Regions from separate parts of the Macaca mulatta genome. Here region 1 is linked to region 2. A link is a contact called in public Hi-C data. All regions are on one chromosome and are shown on one strand. Each heading gives the region's core, a stretch centred on a gene start, on an enhancer-like site or on the middle of the called end of the contact. The rest is flanking DNA. Distances are from core to core; before and after follow the strand shown. Region 1 holds the start of TPM1 (tropomyosin 1). Region 2 holds the start of LOC144329913.

Evidence for each region. A called contact is a pair of places that touch in the nucleus more often than the background predicts.
Region 1: a Hi-C map of fetal cortex germinal zone shows a contact between it and region 2, with 4 times the contacts expected there. The contact joins the promoter of TPM1 here to the promoter of LOC144329913 in region 2. A contact is called at or near these places in 2 of 14 Hi-C or Micro-C datasets (fetal cortex germinal zone and fetal cortical plate).

Annotation. Positions count from the first base shown.
Region 1 is chr7:40,384,329-40,390,982 of T2T-MMU8v2.0, forward strand. It overlaps TPM1 (tropomyosin 1), which reads left to right and starts at 4,175. Exons shown (of 9, transcript XR_013395649.1): 1 at 4,175-4,371; 2 at 5,463-5,588.
Region 2 is chr7:39,728,238-39,734,869 of T2T-MMU8v2.0, forward strand. LOC144329913 reads right to left here and starts at 2,425. Exons shown (of 1, transcript XM_077939531.1): 1 at 1-2,425. The coding sequence starts at 2,308. The coding sequence ends at 1,730. It overlaps TLN2 (talin 2), which reads left to right and starts at 401. Exons shown (of 60, transcript XM_077939530.1): 1 at 401-536.

The DNA.
Region 1 (6,654 bases), core at 2,925-5,424, 660 kb after region 2:
TGTGTTACTAAACAATAAAGGCAGGCAAGCCTTGAAAATGGCCTAAAGACCTTTCTCAGAGCTCCACACCAGCCCCACCCCCCAGCCCCAGGAAACATAGCATATTTTCTGTGAGGCCTTGATGGTAGCATCACAAACCCCTGGGAAACAAAACTTCCCAGTGTATGAGGAGAGCATGCCGTGTCTTGTTCCGGGGACACTGAGCCGTGAGCATAAAACACTGCATTCCAAAACCCAGTGGAAGAAGCAATCGTCTCTCAGTTTAATTATAGATTCTTCACTTTCCCTTAATTGCTTCAGTCAGCACTGTTGATTCTGGGGGAGTCACAGTACACGGGCAGGGCTATTGCTGTTAAACAAGGTGTGACTATCAGGTAATGAGGTTTCCATTCTGTTTTTTTCAAACAAACAAACCCTAATGTACATATACAAGTGAGCATTCCTGTCAAAGGTGTCACATTGGGAAACGATGCTCATGTTGACTCTCCTCTGTAACCAAATATTGAAAAATGTAGTATGACACAAGTGCTTTTATGGAAGGAAAAGACAGTATATTTAATATTAAAGGTTTCCTAGAAAACCTGAGATATGTGATCCTCAGAACTATAGGGGGCCCCAGGTGACCAACTGGGCTAATGGTCATGCCATGGGAAATACCCATTAAATGACTCCCAAAGAGAGGGTTCTCCCTGCATCATGCATAGACACTTTTCCTACACAAAAAGATCCATATCTTTTGTCTACTTCCCTGGATCCCATAAGCCCTAAATGTCTTGCACACAAAAGGTGTCCAATAAATATTTGGAGACATTTGTCTTACCCTATCACGATACTTATATTCATTCTTCATGAAATAAAACACACAGCCCATATTTTGAATGGAAACAAGATCTTTTGAACCTAGATTTGTTACTTTACCTTCCCAGACTTACCTATAAGTCAATAAGAAAGTTGGACTTGTCAGTCATAAAAAAAAAAAAAAATCATTCAACAAACATTCATTGAGAAATGACTGAATACCAAACATTGGAGAAATCGGGAAATTCCAAGCATGTTCGTGGTGTTCACATAGAGCCTCTGGGCCAAGAATGTTCTGCAGGCTCTCATGCCACCATGATTTGGTAAGCTTTTTACTGTCAAGGAATATAGACCCTCTCATGTAACCTCAGGAAATACAGGGGGTTATTATAAGGACCCCTGGAACTGAAATTTGGTCATATTCTCCCAATCTCTTTCTCTAAATGGTGCTTCTGTTTATCTTGATATGCCTGCTTCATTCTTTCTCTATAATCACTTCTCTGCTTTTTCATAACTTAGCTGATGCATGCCTATTGTGCTGTATTAGTCAGGAGAAGCTAGTGATGCTTCAGTAACAAATAACCCCCAATCTCAGTGTCCTAAAATAACAAATATTTATATCTTGTTCTCACTACATGTCCACCAAGGGTTAGTTGGGGGGAAAGAGGGAGCCCCTTGAAAACCCACAATGATAGAGCAGCCACAGTCTTGAAAAATGAACATGGTTAGACGTGGACTAACTAAGTATCCAGCATAAGTCATTTCTGCTCACATTTCCTTGGCCAAAGCAAGTCAAATGGCCACAGCCAACTTAACTTGGTGGGATGTACAATGCTGCCAAGAAATTGACTGGGGAGAAAGCCTAAAAAATTGTGAATAACCTTAATCACCTTTACACATGGCATTTCCTGCCCGACGCTTCAACCTCTGAATATAGCCGTAGGTGAGGGAGTCTGGGAGAGGAAGAGGTGAAAAGAAGAGAAGAGATGGCTTTAAACTACACAATAAGGTCTGAATGTCTGAATCTGGAATTCAAGGCCCTTTATCATACCGCCCCAACCTTCCTTTTGTCTCATGTCCCCACTCACCCCCAAAATCCTACTGTCCAACCACCACAAAACATTCCTTTTTCTTTCCTTGACTCATACAATGGCCCTCCTCTCTAGCTAACTGCTACCCTTCCTTTGAAATCAGTTTAAAAACCACACCACCTTTTCAGAGAAGCTTTTCTCATCTGCTCTGACCTAGTCATTTCTATTTCTTCCTCCTGTGAATTCTTATACCCTGCTCAAGCCAAACACCTGGAGGACATAGACCTGTGCTACTCATTCTTTGGATTCCAGAGCCTAGTACCTGCCTAGTATATAGCAGGTACTCAATAATCGCATGTTTAAAAAGTTGCTTGTAGCATGATTTCATTTAAGGAAACGTTAATGAGTTCCTTGGCTACATATGGCACAGTGAGAAAAGAAGTCAGTAACGTGTGGTCCCGCAAGGAGCTTCTCTAGTTCAGTTGCCTCTTTTTATAAGTGACAAAAAAGGCTTAGAGAGATTGTAACATGGCTAAGGTCACACTGCAAGGAAGTGACCAGGCCAGGTTTGGATCCTTGAAACTGACTCCTAACTCCCTATTCTTGCCTCCTCTGCTGAGCTCCAACATGGGGAGTCAGCTCCCTGGAGTCCACGCATCTGGATATTGTCCACATGCCGGGAACTTTGTCACTGTTCCGGTGGCTGGGTTGACGTACTGTGATTAAAGGGCTGTGGTCAATTTCTGTGCCATGCAGCCCCTATGCACACAGCTCTAATGTTCTGACCGTTAGGTCAGTGTCAGTGTATCTTTTCCCTCCTGGGCAGTTGGGTTAGTGGAAGAGACCCGATAAAATCCTGGAGAGGAACTTGATCATTCTCTGAAGGACTTACAAGTTGTTTGGCCTGCCTAATCTGCTCAGATACCGTCCGGGGAATATTCGGTAACCATGCAGTACAGACTGTGAATTATTCTGTGGGGACTGTTAACAAGACCCTCACCAACCGTGCCTCAGCTGAGCTCAGGGCTTGGGGGCAGCCCTCTCTCCTCCCCTCCCACTGAAGCTCTGAAAAAAAGCAGGCTTTCCCCCTTGGGGGATGGGAGCAGTAGAGTTCAAAATAAGAAGTGTTGGGGGAAAAATCCTCCCGCTTCCAAGCACAGCTCACATGGCAAAGCCGGGCCTGCTCCCTCCTCAGAATTGCGGCTGCGGATGCAATGACTTAGCCGGGATAACGCCGATCCCACGTTTTCCGAAACCTGGCACCTAAGCATCTAACATGGAAAGGCCGACTCCCTAAAATCAGTGCAAGAAAAATTATAACAAGTTAGATCTGGAGGGACCTCGGAGATCATCTACACCCTAGATTTAAAGTTGAGAAAGCCGCGGGCAGCAAACAAGTTCACACAGTTGCTGGTGGCAGAGTAGAGACCACAGACCAAGTTGCGTGAGTCTAAACTCAATGTTCTTTCCCCTTAAACTGCCACCCGCACACACACACGTACACACGTACACACGTACACCTTTTTGGAGGCACCGCACAGCAAGCACAGAAGTACGCCACTGAGTCCTGTGTCCCTAAAGTATTTGACTGTCACCTCCGCTGGGGGAAAGGGCACGCAGAAAACAAGACTCCGTGTGCTGTCGCTGTGCCGCCCCCTGCCTTTCTGACCCGCGCCCGCAGAGAAAGTCTCAGAAGCCGCCCCAGGCTTTCTCCCACGTTCTCCCTTTCTCTGTTTCAGTTGAGTTTCCAGAGCGTGAGCGCCCAGGATGACACCTGGCTGGCTGAGAGCTGCCTGGGAGGCGCTGGCGGGTGCCGAGAGCGCACCGGCCCTGACGCGGGGTGCGGCACGGCTGGGAAGCCTCCCGGCCTTTGGCTCAGCGCGCCGGGGGACGGCCCAGGGGGGCGACGCGCATCCACCACTTGGCCCGCGCTCTCCCAGCCTCCGGCGGCTCACAGCGGGCTCGGCTGGGGATCCAAATGGCGGGGTGTCGGCCCTGAGAGAAGGGGGCGCGGAGGGAAGAGGGTTGCGCCTTAGCCTCGGCTCGGCCCCAACGCCCTCTCCCTGGCGCGCAGGTTTAGAAACAGGGCGGCCTTGCTCGGCAGCCGACTCGGCTGCTCGGGTCCCCATATATAGTCATATACACCGTCAACTGGGAGGCCGGCGGCCGGCAGCGAATGGGCGAGCAGCCCCCGCGGGAGGAGCGGGGAGGGGGCACGGGGCGGAGGGAGGAGAGGAGGAAGGGGGGCAGGAGAAAAAAGCTTTTCCAAAAAAGTATTGGCTGTCTTGAGGAATGCGGTCGCCCCCTTGGGAAAGTACATATCTGGGAGCAGCAGGCGGCTCCGCGCTCGCACTCCCGCTCCTCCGCCCGATCGCGCGCTCGCCCCGCCGCTCCTGCCGCAGCCCCAGGGCCCCTCGCAGCCGCCACCATGGACGCCATCAAGAAGAAGATGCAGATGCTGAAGCTCGACAAGGAGAACGCCTTGGATCGAGCTGAGCAGGCGGAGGCCGACAAGAAGGCGGCGGAAGACAGGAGCAAGCAGGTCTGCGCCTCCCCGGCCCTGAACCCGCGCCCCGAGTGCGGGGACCCGAGCCTGGCACCCCCGGCTGGATCCCCACCCCGAGGACTCGGGGAGATACCACCCTACCCCCACCACCACCCAGGGCGGCCAGGGCGCGCGTCTGGAAAGAAGGAAGGGAAATGCAAAAGCCAGGCTTAGTCTAACTTTGTAGTCTGATCTGAGGACGCTTATTTCCCTTCTCTGGTTCCCATGACCCGCGAAGTCAAGTCCTAGAGGCGCTTTATTCTCAGGACTGGGAATCAGTTTGGGGCAGGGAGGAGGACACCCGGTTCCTGGGGACGTTTGAAGGAAGGGCGCGGGATGGAGAAAGGGTGTCGAGTAATTCAAGTGTTATAAGTTATTTGACTTTTGACTGGGGAGAAAGGAACGTTAAACTTGGGGAGGAAAGGGGAGTCGTGGAGTTGTTACCAAAGAACAAAGATGGGACGGAATGGAGGCTACAGCCCGAAAGCCAGGCCAGCAGTGGCGTTCTTCTGTGTCCCCAAGTAGTGGACTTGAGCCCGCTGAGACCTCGGCAGAAGTCTCCTCCCAGGGCAGGTGGGTGTGCGGGGTGAGCCCTGGAGCGGTTCCAGCTCGGGTAAAGAGAAAGTTACCTTGGGTCCCTTGCACTCCATCTCGGCGGCGGTGCCCCGAGCCCCAGGGGCCCCAGTCAACCCGATGCCCGTGTGTTGTGTGTGTCTAACACCCGGTCCGTGCCGGCCGCCCGCGCCCGCCCGCCGCTGCCCCCAGCTCGAGGAGGACATCGCGGCCAAGGAGAAGTTGCTGCGGGTGTCGGAGGACGAGCGGGACCGGGTGCTGGAGGAGCTGCACAAGGCGGAGGACAGCCTCCTGGCCGCCGAGGAGGCCGCCGCCAAGGTACCCGGGGCGCGCGGCACAGCGTGGCGCACGAATGGCTAACTCTTTCTCTTTCTCTCTCTCTCTCTCCCTGTCTTTCCCTCTGTCTCTCCCGCTGTCCCTGTCCTTCTGGTTCTGTGCACCCACACCCCTCCCCTTCGGGATCACGCTGCCTGCTGCACCCCCCTCCCTCCCCGTACCCCCTGGCCAAATCCCAGCTGGAAGATGAGCTGGTGTCACTGCAAAAGAAACTCAAGGGCACCGAAGATGAACTGGACAAATACTCTGAGGCTCTCAAAGATGCCCAGGAGAAGCTGGAGCTGGCAGAGAAAAAGGCCACCGACGTAAGTGCACGCTCACACTGCTTCCCTCACCTCTTGCCTGCGTGGCCACTCTGCGGTCACCACAGGGCTGGAGAGCAATGGAGGAAGGTTACCTTCTCCTGCGGGACACCTGCACACAGCCCTGCCATGGCCCAGAGCATTGGATGCCGCCTCTGACTGCTACTGCACACATTCATTTATATTTCATCCACTCCTCTCTTCTTCTCCTTTCCTTTACCTCCCTGGGGGTGGAGGTGGGTAGATGAGAGGCTGGGAGAATAGAGCAGCTGAAATTGGACTCTGGAGGTGAACTTCACTTCCCTGGTGGCAGAAAACCCTGAGATGTCGTCACCAAGCTTTGTGGAGAGAATGCCAGGTTTTCTTCACTTTCTTTCCTTTTGCCCTCTCCAGTGGGTGGGAAGTTCTGGATTTTGGTGGTGGGTCTAGTCAGGGCTCAGAGAACCTGGCCTCTAAATGAAAGAAATGACACAATGGTACTTTTACTTAGAAGGTTGCACTTCATGGTGAGGCACAGAGACACTTTGAGGCTTCCTTTCTCACTAGCGTAAGCCTTAATCCACCCCTTAAGATCTGCCTGGGAAGATGATACTTGCTTGGGTCTGCAGTCTGAAGGCACTAGGTCCAGAAAGTAAGCTGTGAGTTATATATAGCTCAGTGCTTTATATGGTATAGTGAGCTAGCTGCCCCCTGCCCCTCCTGCTGGCCCCGCCCCCACCTGTCAGCCTTTTGACAACCGCCACATAGTTGCAGGGGTGATGCACACAGCTAAGGCCCTCCTAAGCTCTTTGTCCACTGCCCTTTGGAAGCTTTTTAATTGAGGGCTTGCCTCTTCTGCCTCAGAAAGTCAAGCCAAAGGACCAATTTCTTTTCACACCATTGGATTCCATGCTAAAAGCTAATTAAGCCTAGAGGCCCAATTAGAAAAGAATTCCTTGGGAAGTTGGTAACAATTCCAAGAATGCGTGAGCACAGGGAAAGCTATGCCAGCAGTTGAAACACCAAGGGCAACAGCAGACTTTTTTATATGAAAGTAACATGCAAATAACTGAAGGGTCTCAGGTCTTGA
Region 2 (6,632 bases), core at 1,175-3,674:
CGCCACGGCCCTCCAGTCAGCCACACCTCGCTTCCCCCAGGACCTGGCCACTGGTCCCGAGAGGGCACTCTGCAGACCTAGGGGCCCCAGCCCACAAGACGCTGGGTCCTCCAGTCATCCCCTTTACACAGCAGAGCCCCAGTTCTGGGAAGCCGGGGTCACCCCGAGCCTCCCTTCCACGTGACAGCTCGGCCTGTGCATCGCCTTCCCTCACGGACCCTTTCAGCATCACCCCACGCGAGGAGAGACCCAGCAGGGGCGCCAGAGCCTGGGTGGCGGCCCACCCCCGATGCAGCGCGGCGCAGCGGCCGGACCGGAGCCGCGCCGTCCCCGAATGATGACGCGCTTCCTGCCCTCCCAGCGCTCGCGGGCAGTGCGCTCGCGCTCGCCCTCGGCTCTTGTTCCGCGCCCGGAGCCAGCGGCGGCGGCAGTGGCTGAGGCGGCTGCGGGAGCGGAGTGGTCGCCCTGCGCGCGGGGGGACGCGGGCTGCACTCCCGGGCAGGCGCTCTGCAATGAGACAGTAAATGCATCCCCCGGTAAGGCGCACGGCTCACTCGGGTTTTCCTCTTCCTCCAGCTGCATGCACGTTGCATGAATTTCTCGTATCTTTTCCCTCCCCTCTCCAGAAGGAAAATGTGGGTGTTTTTTTTTTCCTCCCTTTTGCTTCTCGTGAGTGATGCCAATGCAGGAAAAACCCGTAAAGCTCCCAGATTTGATGGTCTAGGAGGGCTTCTTGCAGGAAAATAAAAATAAAATGATATTAATGCACCTGTCTATTGCACATGTATGTTTAACTGCACTGGACCCGGGCGCAGCGGTTTGCAAACAGCTTCGCAGCCGGCGCCAGAGAGCGGATTCCTGGCCGTGGGCAGCCGGTCCCCTCCGGGGCTCTCGCTGGGTTTCCGGTAACTGGGCTTTGAAAAACGGCCCCGCCTGCATAGAGTGTCCCCTCGACCCCGGCCGGGCCCCCGCGCCAGGAGAGTTGGCGCGGGCGGAGCGGCTTCATTCCAGCACTGGCCGCCGGGACTCCAGCGCCACTTCGCAAACAAGTCTCCCGCCGAGGCTCTGGGCTAAGACAGCCCTCCAGTGCGGAGTTCCTTCTCCAGTGCCGGACACTCAGACCTGCCGATCCCACGACTGTCTTACTTGGCAGTCTCGCCACGGGCGAACTGCTGGCCGCTGAGCGACGGGGGCAGTGCCGGGCCGAAAGCAGGGACAGGCTTTGCATCCAGTGCTGCTGGCCTCACACAGACTCAGCTGCTCCCTCTCCTTCCTCGGTCCCACGAGCTGAAATTTTGCACCCATTGGAAGCTGGAGGGACCTGGAAACGAGTATTTCGGGATCTCTGATGGGACCAAGGAACGACTTTCGAGGGCGCCATATTTTCAGTGGGTTTTAGCTGCGGAGGGGAGGGGGCAAGCCGTTTCTGGGCCCCGGGGAGAGGGCCGCGCCCCCGTCGGAGAGGCCTGAGCGGTTATCGCTGGGAAAGTTTGCGCGCCGAGGCAGGCGCGGAGGCGGCCGCGCAAGGCGCTCACGGCTGCTGTCCCTGCAAGGGCGCGCGGGCTACAGCGCGTCGCCACGCCAGCCGGCGGGGCTTGGGGCCGAGAGCCGTCGTCACGGACAGCGTGCTCGGCTTGCCGCCTTCCCCTGTCCCGCCTGGACCCGGCCTTGGGGCTCGGAGTCTCAGGGAACACGCCCCTCTTTCCCGCACCTACCGCTGCCCGGGCGCTCAGCCGGAGCCGTGCGCTTGGCGGCGTCCCGGGGCTGGGCGCTGAGTGCAGAGCGTTCTCCCGGCGCCCGGGCTCGCCTGGGTACTCCGAGGGGCGCGGGAGCTCACTCCCTGGGGGAGATGAGGCGCCTTGGTTCGTGGATCGGGATCAGGGCCTTGCCTGTGGTCGCCCCGAGGCCGCCGACCAGCCTGAGCTTCCAGTCGCCTCCTTGACTTTGGCGGCGACAGCAGTAGCGCCCGCGGCTGCATGTTCTGCTCTCGCAGCTCGTGGAGGCGAGGAAAGGAGGGCGTTTCCAGAAGTTGGGGCTTCAGGTGACGCGTGGGGAAACTTGGATTCTTGCTGTCCGTGAAGGACTGGGACAACTTAGGCCAGAATTCCTGTGTCTCATAGTGAAAACTTCTGTCTTTCCAGAAGATGAGAGAGGAATGAACTGAAGTGTTGGTGTTGTTGGGTAGGGATGATGTCCTGGAGAAGTGGACCCCAAAATACACGTAAATTGCCCTGGTACTGTAAGTACCACTTACTATTCCTTCTAATAGTACCTGCGTGTGTTGAGTTGTGGCATTGTCAGGTTGCATGCTGACGTCCCTTCTCCAGAGCGTGGAGGCAGCGACCTCTCCGGAGGGAGGGGGAAGCGGGAGTGGGGAATCTTTACTTTTGAAATAGACTGTGACCTCTGCTTTGTGAAGGGGCAGGGCACGGGCGTGTTTGCTGACCTACACGCAGCCAACTGCAGGAACGTGTTCTCCTTGGCGTGTTACCGAAATGATGTCATAGTATTAAGGCCGTGTCCGCACTTGGGGTCTTCATCATTGAGGAGGCTAGAAGGGACCACAGAAACCTCTGGGGTTGGGGGTTAAGTGTGCAGAGGGAGGGGAGAGGCTCTCCTGTGGGAGATGTGCCTGGAGATGTTAGGTGTTAGGCAGCTCTTTCCCTGATTCATTTCATGAAGCGCCTGCAAAAATGTCTCCGATATGAATGTCAGCCAAGATTTTATCTACCTTGATTGCTTATTTGGGACCTCTATGCAAAATCAGAGGATGGTGGTGGGTGTGACAAGTGGCCTTCAGAGAAGAGGGATGCCTACACGAATGATTTTTTTTTTTTCCATTGAGCACTAGAATAGTGGAAAACACCCAGAACCCAAGATACATTTTTCCAAAATTAGCATAGCTAATTTAGAAGAGAAGTCAGTTGCAGAAAGCCTCCATCCGTTTTAAGTTTCCAGTCTTAGAGGGAGTACCTTAATCATAGAAACAGGTCTCTTCAGATTGGTGAAGCCACTGGTTTCTTTCTGCCTTTGTACCCATTCAAGTTATCAGGGAGTTTCCAAAGAGTATTAGAGGGTCTCTCTTTTTGGCATTGATGTGGGGCTTCTACCTCGAAAGAGAAAGCGAACTTTTTAACAGCGTGACCCTGTTGAATGAGTTACCAGGGATATTCTGTACAGGCATAGGCTATATATGTGTTTTGAACTCACCTACTGCTGACTCATTCAGGTTTTTCCAAACACTGTTCCCTAGAGTATTTTTAAGTGAAGTTAGGGTTTAGGAAGAGGTGGGTATGTCATTTTCTAGTCAGTATCTTTCTTTTCTGTCTCAAAAGTAATTTGATTTCCCCTCCTTCACCCTTCACTCCTCGAACATCATTGGTTCTCTAGAGTAGTAAAGGACGATTACAGGTGGTGAACAATATACATTTTTACCAACTATTCTCAGAAAAAAAATCTATGCATCTAAATGTATTTATGCATTTTAGCATTATGCTTTATAACTACATATATGCCACATATATTTTATACATGTTAAACCTTACATAATAAAAAAGAGAAGCTTTATTGTGAACCCTCCAATCTTTATTCCCAAGTTTACTACCTTAATATTTATCTATTTTTTTATGCCTCTCTCAACGAATTGTTATAAATTGTGTTTTGTTGCCGCTTGCCTGATTCCTTTTTTTTTTTTGAGAGAATCTTGCTCTGTCACCTCAGCCTTCCAAGTAGCTGGGATTACAGGCACGCACCACCAAGCCCAGCTAATTTTTGTATTTTTAGTAGAGACACGGTTTCACCACGTTGGCCAGGCTGGTCTCAAACTCCTGACCTCAGGTGATCCACCTGCCTCAGCCTCTCAGAGTGCTGGGATTATAGGCATGAGACACCGCGCCCAGCCAACCTGATTCTTATTGTCATAACTTCATAACTTGACCAAAGTTCTTGCATTTTTTTTTCCTTTTAAGATTTTGTAACTTAAAAAGGTTAGAAAACGAGTATGTGTTTTGGGAAGTTGCCTGTCTGTTTACCAGTCTGTGAGGTGGTGTTGTGATATGTGTGTGGCATGTCCAGCCTCTTGAGACAGTGTCTACAACTTGTGATCTGTGACATTATTGCTCCAGAACTTTTGAGTCATAATGTTTTCTTGGTGATTCTGAGTGGTGGTTGGCCAGTAGAAGAAGTACTCAAAAAGAGTTAAATAATTCAGTTATTTTTATTAGGTACAAAACTTTTAAAGACAAGAAGGAAAACATAATAAGCAGGCCTGGAATTATAGCTTAACATACCCACTGGTGCCTTTTTAATTACAGTAGTTTCCCCAGAACTTTTTAATCGTATTACTTTTATCTAATAGGGAGACTAGTTAAAATAATAAGCCACACATAACTATTACAAATAATAGGGATAAATGGAGGGTATGACCAGATGTTTTCCCTAAAGTTCAAAGAGTTAGGGAATCTGAACTCTGTCAAATTTCCCCTGCAGGGCTCACATCCCCTCCTCAATAAGCTGGAGAAAGGCAAAGAAGTCAGGGTGAAGGAGGGGGAGTGATAACGTGCTTAAGGTAGGCCTCTCTTTTGTACTGACCACCCTGACAATCTGTGGCTCAGGGGCAGGTGCCATTTGAATGACAGCTGGTGGACAAGGTTGGGTACAAAATGCTTTAGTCTTGAGAATCTTTATGTGTCGCCCAGAGCTATGAATTAGGACTGGGCTCATTTGCCACCCATTTCACAGTGGAGTTTCAGAGACAGTGCCAAGACCATGGTTTTGTTTTCCTCTTAACCAACAATTTAATTTCAGTCAAACTGATGCTGTTCTGAAAATGTAGAATAAGGATTGAACATTTGTATTTTCTTTTTACTCTTTTAGCTGCAATTTTTACAAACATAATTCCCTACGTCTGTTATTCACTCATTCAGTGAATGTTTTTGAGGGTTTACCATGCACTTTATGCTGAGAAGATATCCCCTGCCCTCACAGTGCCCACACATTGTATTGCGAGGAGGTGATACACTTTTGTACTTTGTGTATCTAGTAGCCAGGGTGAGGGTGGGGTAGAGGGTGGGGAGATGAGAATGTGATGAAATAGTAACTGAAATACAACATTATAGAACGATGAGAAAAGGATGTGACCAGGCAATTCCCAGAAGAAGGGATGCAAATTATTGCATCTCTTCTCAACTTCCCTAGTGGACAGAGAAATACAAATTTAAAAACAGGTATTATTTCCTGTCCATACAATTGATACATCTTTTAAAAGGTTGGTAATACTTGCTGTTTGGGGTTGGGGTGGTGGGAATTCTCAGACCATTGATACAAGTGTGAATTGTTACAATCTTTAGGAAAAGCAGATGGTTTCTGTGAAAGTTTGGAGCACACCTGCCAAGTGACCCAGCAATCCCACATTTGCAACCTTGTTTTACATTAAGAAAAACATTGGCCTGTAAGGATCTGTGTGTAAGGGTGTTTGTTGTAGGATTTTTTGCAGTAAATAAACTAGAAGCAACAAATGTTCATTAGTAAAATGAATAAAATGAGGTACATACATAGAATGGATTATTTTGTGAGGGTTGTGCATGACATATTAAAAATAATATGTAAAATAAAAGCTAGTTGCAGAGTATCATATGTTGCATGACCGTATTTCTGATTTTATTAAAAAAAATTTTTTTTTTTTTTAGATGGAGGCTCACTTGTTAGCACAGACTGGAGTGCAGTGGCTCCATCTCGGCTCACTGCAACCTCTGTCTCCTGGGTTCAAGCGATTCTCCTGCCTAGGTGTCCCGAGTAGCTGAGATTACAGGCACCCGCCACCACACCTGGCTAATTTTTGTATTTTTAGTAGAGACGGGTTTCACCATGTTGGCCAGGCTGGTCTTGAGCTCCTGACCTCAGGTGATCCACCTGCCTCGGCCTCCCAAAGTGCTGTGATTACTGCATGAGCCACTGCGACCGGCCGTATTTCTGATTAAGAAAATAAGCTGTATGTGTATGACCTTGGAGAAAAATGTATAAGGACACCCAAAACTTACCATTGTTTAAGATTAGCAGTGAGGAGGGAGAGGTAATTAACTTTTTCCATATACACTTAAATTGGTTGGCTTGTTCAAACATGCAGGCTTTTCTATATGAAAACAAGTTTAAAAATGTTTGGTTAATGGATAAGAAACTCGCCAGCAACCATTTAGAAAAAAAGGCTGGGAAATACGCTTACCTTCTCTGATGCCTCCTATTGCAACCTCTTATCTCTTTGGAAATTTTCAATTAATTTTTTTTTTTTTTTTTTTTTTTTTTTTTTTTTTTTTTTTTTTTTTGAGACGGAGTCTCCCTCTGTCACCCAGGCTGGAGTGCAGTGGCGGGATCTCGGCTCACTGCAAGCTCCGCCTCCCGGGTTCACGCCATTCTCCTGCCTCAGCCTCCCGAGTAGCTGGGACTACAGGCGCCCGCCATCACGCCCGGCTAATTTTTTGTATTTTTAGTAGAGACGGGGTTTCACCGTGTTAGCCAGGATGGTCTCGATCTCCTGACCTCGTGATCCGCCCGTCTCGGCCTTCCAAAGTACTGGGATTACAGGTGTGAGCCACCCCGCCCGGCACAATTAATTATTTTCTAAAATCCTTTGATTT